Linked DNA regions of Gossypium raimondii: region 1 is linked to region 2. A link is a contact called in public Hi-C data. All regions are on one chromosome and are shown on one strand. The core of a region is the stretch at or near the end of the contact, and the rest is flanking DNA. Distances in the headings are between cores, read along the strand shown. Region 1 holds the start of LOC105772548 (lysine-specific demethylase JMJ30). Region 2 holds the start of LOC105773531.

Region 1 (7,418 bases), core at 170-2,669, 250 kb after region 2:
GAACTACATTCTTTTATGTAAACAACCATATCACGGGCTACAAACCTCAAAATCAGGTGATTCAAAAACTGGTTCAAACATGACTCAAAGATCTATTGTTTGGGCAGAAGAATAGCCCAAAAAGGTAGTTGAAAGGTCTCGAAAAGTCAATTCAATGTTTCCATTGTAAAACCCATAGAGTAATCTCGAACTTCCCACATTTAATTGCACTCCTTTATGAAAATGATCATAACATGGTCTACAAGCCACAAAATCAAGTGATTCAAAAATCATTTCAAAGAGAACTTGAAGCTCTAGGATTTAGAGAATCACCCCAAAAGATAGATGGAGCATATCCAAAAGTTCATTCGAAGTTTACCTAGTGGAATCCTACAAGATTGGTTTTGGACTCTCACATAACTTCAACTTTATTTTCAACCGATCAAATCTTCTCCACTATCCTCTAGCTCATGAATCAAATGATGAATAGACTTTGTTCCACAAACAAATACAAGTATTGAATTGAAACTCTATAAAGAAAAACTGTAATGACTCGATTTTGTTGGTGTCAAAAATTTCAATTTTGGACTGAATATCTTAAACTGAGTCATTTTGGGAAGTTAAACTGAGAAGATTTCGAGGATGTATTCAATAAGGTGATGGAGATTCATTGATTACTGTGTAGGCATTAATTAGATTTATTAAGGGTTTGAGTAGAAAGCCTAATAATTAAGACTTATGGACTAGATTATAAAGTTAGCAAAATTAATGGTGTTAATGTGTGAATATTAAAATATAATTTTAAGAATTAGAGGTTGTTTTCAATTAGACTAAGTCTATATTAGCAAAATTCTCATTTTGAAGTATTAGTTGGAGGAAGTTGTTTTTCTCATTTCCATGAAACACTTTTTTTTCACACTCTAAAATCCTCTTAATTTTCTCTCGACTTGATATTCTCTTCAAGACTACATCTCGATGAAGTGGATTTTCTATTAAATTCTTGAATTCAAACATATTTTAAAGAATCAATTTCTTTGTTGTTATTAGTTTACGTTGGTTTTAGAAGAATAGATGAAAAGAGTTGTTTTAGTTCCTTTTATTGATTTTTTTCTATAGCAAATTAAATTGATTTATAATTTTAATTTAAGATTCTCGAATCGAGATTTTATTTTAAAAATTCATAAGGTAGAGAGAAAAGTACAAAATAAATGACTTAGTTAATGTCATAAAAATAATTAAAAGACACATGAAAATTCTTATCAAAACCTATAATAATTATTGTAGGCATGATAAAATTTAGTAATACTATAATTTACTTGCATTTCGTTTTCAATGTTAAAAGAGAAACCGTAGCTTCTAGAAGGAAAGAAAAGGAAAATTGTAGACTTAAAAAAAGGATTGAGTTTCATAATCTATTATGTAAATATCTCATCAAATATCTTCCTCCAAAGCCCCAAAAGTCTTGACTAATCATTAAAAAGGGCATTGCCGCACCTACCTGTCCTTCACCACCAACTATCTTCCCCAAAAATACCACTGCAACACTTTAACTGCCATCCTTCACCCATGTCCTCCCCCGCCGCCAACATCGCCACCGCCATTTCAACCCCAACTCTAGACTCCGAGTCCCCTGCCCTCCTCCAATCCATCACCTCCCATGGAGGCTACGCTTTTACCCGCATGGCCACTTTAGCCGCTGCCGGCGACCAACGCGCTGCCGAGGCCGCATGTGAGATGGCCTGGGAGCAACTTCACTCCGGTCCTTGGCACTCTGTTCTCCCCGTCTGGCGTGACGCTTACTCCATGGCCTGCCTACATGTGGCCAAATTCCATTTCTCCAATGGTGAGTTCAGAGATGCTCTTAGGTCTTTGGACATGGGCATCATAATGGGCGGTCCTTTGCTTAGGAAAGATTTGGACTCCGCAATCGAAGTCGTTTTGGCCGCCAAGTCCAGGCACTATCATAACGGAGTAGCTGATGATGATAAAGAAGGTCACGGAGAGGCAGGGTCCCGATTGCTGATTTCTCCACAGGAGTTCGATAAGTCCGAGGTAAGGTTCGTTTTCTACATTTAAAAAAAAAATCTTTTGCTTGTTCTAATGAAATTGGATATTGTTAAAGACAGACTGTACTTATAGATAGAAAAATGCATTGAAAATGTTCTTCTTCCTTGGAATGAAAAACCAATTGTTGTAATATTATCTTAACTAATCATGATTAGTAATAATGTTTATGATAGTATAAACATAGTTATAATGTTAATTGGTTAAATTTAGGGTTTATTGTAGTTTCCTTGTGGAGATTGCTTTTGATATTGAAGCCAAAAGCATGTTTGGATGCGTGCTAGAATATACTTTTTAATAGTTGACAATGAAAGTTTTTGATCTTTTAGTATTTAATAATAAGATATACTTATACATGAATTCGGGTTACATTTTCTAATTGAATGAGATTATGAGTTTTACTAGTTTCTTTTGCTTTTTATCAACTTCAGAACAAATTTAATGTCAATAAAAACTCAAAAACTATATGAAGTTTTAGTTTTTCTCTTCTGTGAATTGATTATAGTGTCTGTTGTTTGATTCCCTTGTGGATGTGTTAGAACAAACTTTTACTTCATCAGATTATTGGAAGAAAAAGAAAATGCTCAAATGCAGAATCCCTTTGAGTTTCTTATGCTTATGAGAGTTCAGCGTCCATCTGATTTGTTGTATAATTATAAAAACAGAGTGGGTAGACATCTTTTTTAAAGTTAGAGGACCTAAATTCCTCTAATTCCATTTTGTTATTATAACATAATTTTTGGTCTTCTTTTGTACTTTTCTTACCGAGTTTGCGCTTTTAACTAGTGACACTAGCTCAATTAGACACATTCTATATAGTATAAATAAATACTATTTATAACAATTTTATTTTTCTTTTCCGAGTATGTATTGATGGTTTGATTCTTGCTTCATCTATGCTTGTGCCTTAAATGAATAAAACATTGAGGATATTATCAATAGAATTTTACTTTTTCTTCTCTTTGTGGTTAAGTTTGATTTGATGCTTACAATATAAATACCATGGTTTCCATCTATCGCTGACTTGTTATGTGGATTCTATTGGTTAAACTACCCCACAAGTCCCTGGATTATAGATTGAAGTGTAAATAGGCTCTCTATTATAAAACTGAGTAATATTGTCTTGGTCTTTCTCTCTCTCTCTTTTTTTTTTTTTGGTCCTGGTCTATTTAATTCTGAAACAATGAGGTAACCTTGAATGTTAAAAAAAATTCTGACTTGTATTTTAAAGTGATCTGGAAAAATATATAAAACTAAAATTCAGCATTTTCAAAACGCCACAAGGACTAAATTTTGCTTACTTTAGACATGACAAGTCAGCATCTTTTAACACCATAACTTTACTGTCGTTTATAATTTTACATATTAGCTCCTAAAATTATAGTACAAGGATCCACCAGGTAGTTTAACAACGGTGTTTCTTATTTTTATTTTGTTAAAAATGAACAATAACCATCACATACAGACACATGCTCACAAGGAAAAGGGGGTATAACCGTGATATGCTACTTTCAGAAGTTGTAGCTGTGTGTATTATTTTATTCTTCAAAGTAAAAACAGGGTAACTTGTCCATTTATCATTTCTTTAGTTCTTTTATATACTTACATACATAAATAATAGTTTACATCATTTTATCATGTTGGCTAGCTCCTTTTTCCTGTAATTTATTATTTTTTGAATAGGATGGTTGAATATTTCTGATAAAGAGAAATTGGTATGGTAGCATGATATCTGAGTTTAATCTCTGTTTCTGTTTCGTTCTGATCCTATAGGTGCTACAAATTTTACCAATAAGGTCATTGTCTTCCAAGATTGTGGGGAAGAGGTCCGCCCTATCTTTGGAGGCATTTCTATGTGAATATTTCCTCTCAGGTTCTCCAGTTATAATTACTGATTGTATGGCTCACTGGCCAGCTAGGACAAGGTGGAATGATATGGATTATTTAAGAAGGATTGCTGGTGATCGTACTGTCCCAGTTGAGGTGATTAATCTTCCTGTTTTTTTTTTTTTTCAAAATTCAGTAGAGATCAAATCTGTAACAAATGCTTTGGTACATTATCTCTTCCTCACATATGTTCTCCTACCTGCATATATACTATTTTCTCTTTTAAACAGTAATTTATCTGATCTTTTCTACATAATTTGATCTTTTAAACATATTTATTTGATCTTTTCTACATATTAAGTCACTTAACTGGGAATATTTCTCTGTTACCGATCTTAATTATTTTCTCACAGCATTTAAGCTAAGGCGCATTCTTGTGTGGATCTTGATAATCTAATGTGGGTTTGTGGCTCATCTTTTTTTGTATTCTTACATAGATCCTGATGGTTTTAGTTTGGTTCCGAAGGCAATTTGTGTCTTCATATGCTCAATGAGCGATTGCTAGGTTAAAGATCCTTATGCTTTAGTTTTTTTTTTTTGTGGGCATTGTAATGAATTTACTCAATCTTGAGGCACTTGCAAAGAGTCACGTACCTGAGTGTTTTCTTGATTGTAAGGTTACTAAATGGTTGATCTTCTAGTGTATCCCAACTAATTATTATTCCTTAGCGGATGGAGCCATTATTGCCAAAATTGAACCCAGATATCCTTCTACATCTAGATTAATGTACTTACCTTGTTACAATCAGACAATCAAGTGGGCTCACACCCAGTATTTGCAAATATTTAAGCTTTCCACTAAACCCAACCCTTCTTAATCCGTCAGTTATCATATCGTTTTGCTTACTTTGTTTTGCTTGACTAATGATTATGTGATCATGTGTAGTTCTCAGGCAATTTAGTTGAGCAATGGAATCCTTCTCCAGGTAATAGGATTCTTAATGATCATAATGGAAAAAAGCTTCAGATCTTTCCTTTGACGGATGAATCTTTCAGGGAACGTTGTAGTTGGGTGTTTGGTGAATTAAACAAGCTTTCATCATTTATTCAGCAACAAAACAAAAAGGAATTCTTGTACGTACACTATTATTTAAAGGGCTGATTGGGTCAGTGTCACCCATTAACCCAGTCCCAACTCAATTGGGAAATTACCGGAAACCTGTTCCTTTAATAAAATAACAAACATTAATATGACTATTTTTGCCATTTTTATGTTTTATGTAAAATCTAGAGAAATGCACAAAATAAGGTTTGAACCTAAAACATCTGACTTTAATAACTTAACTTCACTATTTCAACCAAAGTCTCAGTTATTTTTTTTATTACTTTTTTTATAAATACATTTGTTATATAAGTTTTTGTTCCACCCACATCATGGGTAATGCCATAATCTAGTTAGAATCTTTTCATAATATTCTTGCTGTAAGAAATGATTGGTTAACCTGCCCCAATACTAAAAATGGTTAACTGAAGGAACTTAAGGATTGGTCTAGATGGTTCAGCCACCCACTTTTGGACTTAGGAGCGGAAATAAAATGGTTTGCTGAAGTCTTTAAAATTGTAAAGTTATTCTTCACTTAACTACCTAGTTATTGTCACTAAGAATTCCTATTATGGATGGAGATTGTATTATTGAAAGCTATTTAATTCTATTTCCTTTATTTATTTTTGGCAAGTTATTACTATGAAGATAATTAAACTGAAAGCTGGTAAAGCTTGGAATGCTTTTCAGGTAGGAAAAAACTACTTGTGTTCAGAGTGGAAGCAAGAGCTTGTTACATTTTCCGAGTTTCTTGAGAGGGTTCAATCTACAGGCTGCAGTAGTAAGGCCCCTACATATTTGGCACAACACCAATTGTTTGATCAGGTAGTATTATCCTCTTATTTTATTCTTTGTGAGATTTAATTTCACTGTTATGTACTGAAGCTGCATTAATGCTACTACAATAATGCAGATAAATGATTTGCGGAAAGACATTTCTATTCCTGACTATTGTTGTGCTGGTGGTGGGGAGCTGAGATCTCTCAATGCATGGTTTGGTCCAGCTGGGACGGTTACACCTTTGCACCATGATCCACACCATAATATCCTTGCTCAGGTACTGTCATGCATTGATTAATCCTAACAAATGGTAAGGTGAATCATGGTCTCCGATGAAACTTTTTTCATATCTCATGAGTCTTAAGACAAATACCTTTGCACCATGATCCACACCATAATATACTCGCTCATGAGTCTTGAGATGGTAGGTTTGTTTTCAGTTTTGGAGCTTAGATCATAAAGTAGCGGTAGCTTGACTCATGTTCCCCATGCTGCATTACATTATTGACATGCTATCTTGTGCTATTATTTTAGTATTATGGACTCATGTTTAAAGTAGGCTCCAAATCGGTATATGTCCAACTGGTTTAGATTTGTAAATGAGTAATTTACCATCCAACTAGTTCACAAAAGAGAATTTCTTATTTTTAGTAAATTATGAGTAGCAGCATGCAAGGGCTCCTTGAAATGAATTGAATGAAGGGGATTCTTTAATCAGGGAAAACATCTTAATCAACATTGTTGCATATTCCATTATGCTCTTTGATACATTTAGGTCATCATGCATTTTATTTTTGCTTCAGATTTGTGCAAAATTAGACATCCAGACTACTAGTTTAAAAGATGATTTGGGGTCATTGGATAAAAACCATGGCATTTTCTTGGAATGGTTTGCATGAAATTTGAAATGTTCTAATCTTTTAAATCATCTACTTTTCTTTTTGAATAAATTTCAAAGTTTTAACATAATGTGCTTTCTGGTAAGCACCGAATCATCTCTAGGGCCATATTTCTTACATGCAATGATAAGGGGCCTTCAGTCTAGCATCTCCAGTAGGAAAAGGGTAATAGTGAGTGTTAGGTTAGCATGTAGCATTTCTTGAGCTATGTTTTTCAAGAGCATCAATTCTTCATTGATGATTGTTGACCTATGCTTCTCTTCATGAGTATTGTTCAACTAGCTATTTTAGCTCTACACTTTTCAACAGCTCAATTACAATGACTCTTGTATAAACTTTTTTTTAAGCTTTTGAAATGGTTTTCAGGCAATTTTCTTTTCCCTTATGCTGCATTATCTATGAACGCTTGTTGGTGGGTAGCAGGTCCAGTTTAATTCTGCATGGATTTAACTCAATGGATATTCTGCTCCTTATTTTAGGTTGTTGGTAAGAAGTATGTGAGACTCTACTCTGCTACATATTCTGAGGAGCTTTACCCATACAGCGAAACCATGCTCTACAATTCCAGCCAGGTATCCACTTACTTGATCCCCTCTCTTGGATTGATGAACTTTGTGTAAGAGATAAAACTGATATTGTAGTGTTTCATCCGTGGAGACTCTTTAAGACATGCACATTCTCTCACTTGGACAAGTAAATGACTTGCCTGAATACTTTTCATGATAAAATTTGCATTACAGTGTTCCATCCATGTATACTCTTAAGAC
Region 2 (7,234 bases), core at 1,679-4,178:
CATTTAAAAGAGTTTAGTGATCAGGGGACATAAAATACAAATGAACTCTTTAATCTTCGTGATTCATCATTGTGAATCACTATTGAATGTGTTTTTGGGATTTTGAAAAAATGGTTTCATGTGTTAGATGTTGAACCATTTTGGAATTTTTATACTCAAGTAGATATAATTTTGGCTTGTTATACCATTCATAATCATATAATGGAACTTGATTCTAATAATTTACTTAATTAAGGATTATATGAGGAGCATGTGTCTGATTTGATAATACAAACTCTTACGGAGCGAGAAGAAAGAGAAGAAGCAAGAGAATGGTCTGCTAAGAAAGGAAATTGCACACACTATGTGGACTGATTATATGGCTAGAACCATTAGGTAGGTTTAGGGCTCAGGGTTAATGTTTCTATGTTATGCATGTTTTAGTATTAAAATTGTTATTTTTTTTAATGTTTGTTGGATATTGACATTGAAATTATTGTTGGATATTGAAATTATTATGTTTTAAGCTTGTTGGATTTTAAAATTATCGACAATGTCAATTATTAATGTAGAATGGGTAAGGGTAACAAAGAAGGGACAATAAAGTAATTTAGGTGGACAAAATCGATGTGATATCTTTTTCTCGAAATTCTAGTAGAGGAGGCCCAAAAAGGAAATAAGTCTTCTAACACTTTCAAAGAAATTTCTTTTAATCGAGTTGCTACAACTATTTCTGAAAGATTCCAAGTTCAATATGATGATAAGCATGTGAAAAATCATCTAATAGAGCAAATGTGGTTTTCGATGGGATGATAACATGAAAATGATCATATGCGATAGAGCGACATATGATACAATAATGATGGTAATATATGTATATATATGTTAAATATATTTTAGTTGTTTTTACTTGGTATTCTAGTTGTGTATAATATCTAATAGGCATACAAGAAGTATGAACCATTTTTGAGAAAAAGCGTTGATCATTATGATGAAATGATATGACGATATGACGATAGGGAGTTTTGCTAAAACATTTGCTGACATAGACTTGGATAATGGTAACCAAGATTCAGTGCCTGTAGACTACGACAATGAGAAAGTTGAGGAGGTAAGAACAAAAGTATGTTCATCCGGCACATCTAAACGTAAAAGAGAAAAATGCTTAAGAAAGTGTCGTCGATGAACAAATTAAATTTGTAGGTGAACAATTTGGTAAGATTGCTAATGCATTGGAACAATTTACTACGGATAAACACCACTTCTTTAATAAGAAGTGATGTCCATGGAAGTGGAAGGATTTGATGACGATTTTCTTCATAGTGTGTTTGATTATCTTGTGGGTTATGAATCCGAGGCCAAAACTTTCTTAGTTGAAAGTATGAAGCATACAAAAATTTGATTTCAAAAATTTTCTCAAGGTTAAAGATGTTGATGCTTTAATGCGGTGTAATACTAGTTATGCACTTGGGCAATATTTTAGTTATCATGTGGTGTATTACTAATTATGCACTTGGATAATATTATTAATTTGTAGTATTAATTGTGATTTAGAAGCTAATTTATTACTATTCAATCTTTGTTTTTATTTTTATTTTTTATAACATAATTAAGAATCATCTATCCACTTTGGTTGTTTTCAATTTATGACTATTAATATTCTAGGTTAATAATTAAGTACTATTATATATTTAATTTGATGTATTTATTTATAAATAAATCATTACAATATATGTAAAAACAATGTAAATATAAATTTAATTAAACAATGAAAAGATAATAAATTCTCAAATGTATTTTTGTTTCATTTAAAACAACTTTTATGAAATATTTTCAAGAAATCTACTAAACAACAGAAAATATTTTGTACAAATTTATCCAAACACTATAAAAATTAATTTTTCAAGAAAAATAAGTTATTTTCCAGAAATTATTTTTTGGAAACCATTTTCAATCAAACAAACAGACCCTTAACCTCAATTTCACTTCCTTGAAGGTGCTAAAGTCCTCATCACATAATGTCTTGTATGATCAAGTTTATCTTGGCTTGGCTTTTGCACGAGTAGTTAGACCTCATAGCAAACTAATTCCATCACTTAATCAAGAAAACCCCTATTTTACAAATCCTAGAACTCACTAAATTATAAATCACAAGTTTTTTTGAAAGGATTTTCGGTCAAGTTTCAAGAACCTAGCTCTTAACTTCACACTTGTCGTGAAGAAGAATTTTGCGCTATCGAATGTAATCCTAGATTTTGTTAAAGAAGAGGAAGAAGAGGGTAGGGGTGTTCAAACAATTAACCGAACCGAACTAGTATTAATCAAATTGACCAAACTTTTTAATCCTTTAATTGTTAACCGAACCAAAAACTTTTCAAAAAAATTAAGTGAACTGAAATATTTCGGTTAATTTGGACCAAATTAACCGAAATATATATTTTGTTTTTTTTTTGGTTAAAAAGGTATAAAACATATCAAAAAAAAAATTGGCAATATTCATTTGATCGAATTAGAATAGTTTAATACATATAATATATAATGTTATTTATTAAGTTCAATTAATTCAGTTAATTAACTGTTAATCGAAATTTCAAAAAATCCTTATCGATCTCTGACCAAACTAGATCGATTAACCATTGATTAACTAAATTAGATCAGTTTAATCAATTAATTTAATTTTAATCGAAGTTTAAACATCCGTAGAAAAGGGTACGAAAAACAAAACCCAAATGCAACCTTAATTCACATAAGCTAAGGGAAAACTTTTGTTGTGGAATAGAAACGGAAAGCTTCTCTTTCTTTCCCGAATAAAAACAAGAAAGAACAAAAAGCCTCCTTTTTTTTTCTTTACTTAGAACCGGCAAATACCGGTTTATGCTCAAAATTTTCTTCCTTTTTTTTTCTAGTGGTTCAGATTTTCTATGGGATAATCTAACTGTTATTATATTTGTGATCCCACTGAAGGCTCGTTTTTGGTAGCTCGTGTTAGAATTTTCTGCGTCCCTCTCAACTTCCAAACGCATTCTTTTCCTCTGACCACATTGCAGTTGCAGTCGACTTCAAACTTCAAACTCCAAACCCCCACATAACAAAATCGTAAAAGATCGATCTATCTAAATTTTTGCTAAAAAAGTAAGATCCTTCAAAAATGGCTACCCTTCCACAAATCGCGGTTCTGGGGGCTGGAATATTTGTAAAAACTCAATACATCCCGAGACTCGCCGAGATCTCACATCTCTTCTGCCTCAAATATATCTGGAGCCGTTCAGAGGTTTCTTTTTCCCCTTTCTTCTTACTCAATATTTTGAAAATGTATATATATTTGTATTCTTTTTGCTGTATATTGAAATGGTAATGATGTTGTGGTTCATACCGAGAAGGAATCTTCGAGAAGAGCTGTTGAGATAGCCAAACAGCATTTTCCTGGAGTAGAATGTAAATGGGGAGACCAAGGTCTAAACGACATCATGCAGGATTCTTCTCTTATTGGTACTGCTGTCGTTTTGGCTGGTCAAGTTCAGGTTCTTTATTTTCCCATTTCTTCAGCATTATTTTATCCCTGAACTTTCATTGCGTTTATGTAAATTGTAATACGAGTCATCTAAGTAACAATAAAAAGAAAAAAGAAAAGAAAACATAGAGATCAACCATCTTTTATGGTAGAATTTAGATGTGGATCTTGCTAATCAATGCCTTGAGGGAACTGGCTTTGATTTCTTTCTTTAAAAAATGTCTTCATGAAATGTAGCGATGTATGAGCAGTTCTTTCATAAAATATGAAAATATTTCTTTGGTATTGCTTTCATAAGTACCCTTAATGAATCTGTAAAATGACTAAAAAAATCATCCTAAGGTGAGTGTTCTTGTGGTTTTGGTACTTTGGTAGATAACAAATCACATCAAATCATGAAAACATAACTTCTAGCCTAAACTTTGAATGTTCATAATTTCTAGTCATTATTTTCAAGTTCTATAATTGTTTTCTACCTTCATTCTTTATCTGCATTTTGATCTAAAATTTTAGTCAATAGTATAACTCTTTACATATGTCTGTCTCTGTCTAAAGTAAATTTTCATGTGAAACTTGTATTTTTACAATATAGAGGATGGCTTAGAAAATTAATAGGGAAGAGACCAGGGTTTGATTCCAACTCCTAATGGGAGATAATTTTATAAGGTACTAATATTACGAACATTAGTCTATTGTTGTTGGTTATTTGCTTACATATGAATTAAACCATGCAGGTAGATATCTCCCTAAAGTTGCTAAAAGCAGGAAAGCATGTCATTCAAGGTGAGATACATTGGTATGCTCTAACTATTAGGGCAAGTGAGTTAGTTCGTTATCCCTTTAATGAGGCTCTCAAACTTTTTTCCCAGTTTGGATTTATTTTGTATAGAATCTCTTGAATTTGACTACCATTTTCCTTTCAAAGAACAGAAATCCAACAAATTTCACTACCTCGTCCCCCTTTTTTTTCATTTTTCTTGAATGGAAAGGAAGATAGATGATGCATCTATGACTTGTTGTAATACATCATGGCTAGATAAGCATATTTTGCATTATGGGATTGGAATAGTAGTCTTATTATTTTATTCTTCCATGTGCAATTTACTAATTTTCTTTTTGTTTTGGGTGTGCCATATGTTTTACCTGGTTAACTTGGGGATCTCTAGAGAAACCTGCAGCAACTAGTAAGTTCCATACTTTTTCAGTTAATTTTTATATAGTTTCTAATTTTAGAACATAAATCTTATTACAGATCTAACATATGAACATACTTGAACATGAAATAAAGAAGAATTTACAGAAGCAAAATATGCTTGAAGTTGGAAATGAGGATCAGAAGTAGGACACATCTTACCATAAGTCTCAAGGATGACACTTCTCTCAACTTCAAGTTTATTATTTTCTGATAATGAAGACAAAAAGCAATTTGCCTCATTGAGAAGACAAATCTTACCATAAGCTTTTTTGTTTGCAAACTTCACTTTTGAGAGAGGCAAAACATTTTACCTCCTGAAACAATTTTTTTCTCTTTGATACTTTAAGAACAAAATTTTCAAGATTCCAAAGTGACATGTCTTCAGCATTTGAAGTAATTGTTTTAAATATGATTTTTTGAACTAAGTAGATGTGCATAAACCAAATTTAATCTTTTGTTTTCTTTTATCGTTTACACCGTTTGGGTAAAATATTAATATTCAGAAAGTCATTGTGAAGAGTAATTATTTCTAAATATTACTGCATGCTTATTGAAGATAGTCAGCTTAGGCTGAAGCATCCACTTCAATGGATGGCTAGGCACGGATTGAGTACAAAATAAATCTTGGCTGGTTTTGAAGCATTAACAGTCGGCTAAATAGATCCTGATTATTGAGTTTTATCTCAATCATAATAACGTACCTTTTGGTTTAATCCCTGAATGTTGTCAAGAAATCATTGCTGTTGCCTTTAAAATATTTCCAAAAATCTTCTATATATTATCCCTATTAAAACAAATTCTTTGAAGGTAATCCATTTCTTTTGTCTATATGCACTGATTTCTATCTGTTCTGGACTACTGAGTTTTAACTTAATATATAGTATTTCATTTTTTCCCTTTTTTTGTGAACTTGAAGATTTCTTGCAAGCTTACTTATCTTATTTGCATAACAAGGAAAAAGGGATCTCAAATCAGCATTCATTCTTTTTGGCATTAATTAAATTTTATTGATAAATCACTTTTTGCAAGTTTTGAGCATTTAGAATTAATTTTTTCCATCTTCCTCCAACAACTGCCCTTATCTTCGTTTGAAAAAATTGTTTTAAAGAAAACTGCATGAATAAGAAAGTGGGATGTTTTTATTTTTTAGGTATACCCGAGATAGAAACTGCACTGGCTAGTTACAAATCCGTTAGTACCAACCCTGGTCAACCAATTTGGGCTGTAGCTGAAAACTATCGATTTGAACCTGCTTTTGTAGAGGTTTGTTTTTTCATATTCCCTGTACTATTCAATCTGTACTATTACCTAGTTTCTTATTGATTTATCTTTCTCAGAGCAAGAAACTAGTGGCTGGTGTTGGGGATATGATGAATGTCCAAGTTATTATTGAAGGGTCAATGAACAGTTCAAACCCTTATTTTTCTAGCTCTTGGAGGCGAAATTTTGAGGTATGTCTTTCACACTAATATCTGATGATATAAGTTTCTTTTCTTGGTGCACAAACTGTTATGTCGAAGTATACCTTCTACAACACCGGTGGTAACTATTTTCAATGCATATACAATATACTTCAGCCAATGAGATATTAATAAATCTTACTCATCAACCAGTCCTTGTTAAGGTACGAATACATGATGCCAAGTAGAATATAGATGCTAGACTTTCACGCAAGGAAGTCAATTTTTGTATTGGTACTGTCAATATCAAACAGATCGTCCTGCTTCGGTTGTAACTAGAACAACAAATTTTAGGGTCGTTTGTTTACATGTAAAAGATTTTACAGAAAATATTTTTTGCATTTTCCTGTGTTTGTTTCATAGAAAATAGCTTGGTCAACAGAAAATGACTTACAAGTCAACGTAAAATAAGCTTTTTTTCTTGTAAAATGACTTACCCTTTTGAAAAGCGTAATCATTTTCTGGAAAAGAGCTCCTCCATAGATAATTTTATTTTTATATAAAAATTAACTTAAATCAAGTTTAATATTATTATATTAATAATAAATTTTATTTTTATTTTTATTTTTAAAATATTTAAAATTATTAAAATATAATATGAAATATAATATTTTTAATATTGTTAAACATATATATTTAATTATTTATATTTAGTCATATAATAAATTATTAATATAATAAATTATTTAATATAATTTATTATTTTAATAAATTATTTGATATTTCAATTTTATTTGAATAGTAAATTTTAAAATAATAATTTTAAATAATATTATTCACATATTGAAAATATCAATATTAATATTTTAATAATAAATATTTATTACAATTATAAATATATTAATAATAAATGTTTTGTAGTATAAATGTTAAAATATGTCATAAGTCTATGTACTCTTCACAAATTTGTAATTTAGTCTCTGACTTTTATTTTCAAGAATTTAGTCCTCTATTTTCCAGATTTGAAAATCAAGTCTAATTGTTGACATTGCTAATTTTTTTGTCAATTTTGTTAATGTCACATTTTAAATAAAAAAATACTCACTTGGTAGTCATGTAACTAAAACATGACGATGCATGAATCTAAAT

The links. Hi-C and Micro-C count contacts between places; a contact is called where the count stands out from the background.
Region 1: a Hi-C map of leaf shows a contact between it and region 2, with 1.7 times the contacts expected there. The contact joins the promoter of LOC105772548 here to the promoter of LOC105773531 in region 2. A contact is called at or near these places in 2 of 2 Hi-C or Micro-C datasets (both in leaf).

What each region holds. Positions count from the first base shown.
Region 1 is chr6:28,029,469-28,036,886 of ASM2569854v1, forward strand. LOC105772548 (lysine-specific demethylase JMJ30) reads left to right here and starts at 1,420. Exons shown (of 7, transcript XM_052632553.1): 1 at 1,420-2,031; 2 at 3,817-4,026; 3 at 4,817-4,856; 4 at 5,646-5,797; 5 at 5,886-6,029; 6 at 7,131-7,223. The coding sequence starts at 1,546.
Region 2 is chr6:27,774,813-27,782,046 of ASM2569854v1, forward strand. LOC105773531 reads left to right here and starts at 2,929. Exons shown (of 12, transcript XM_012595512.2): 1 at 2,929-3,250; 2 at 3,360-3,500; 3 at 4,225-4,273; 4 at 4,657-4,674; 5 at 5,836-5,948; 6 at 6,023-6,136. The coding sequence starts at 3,128.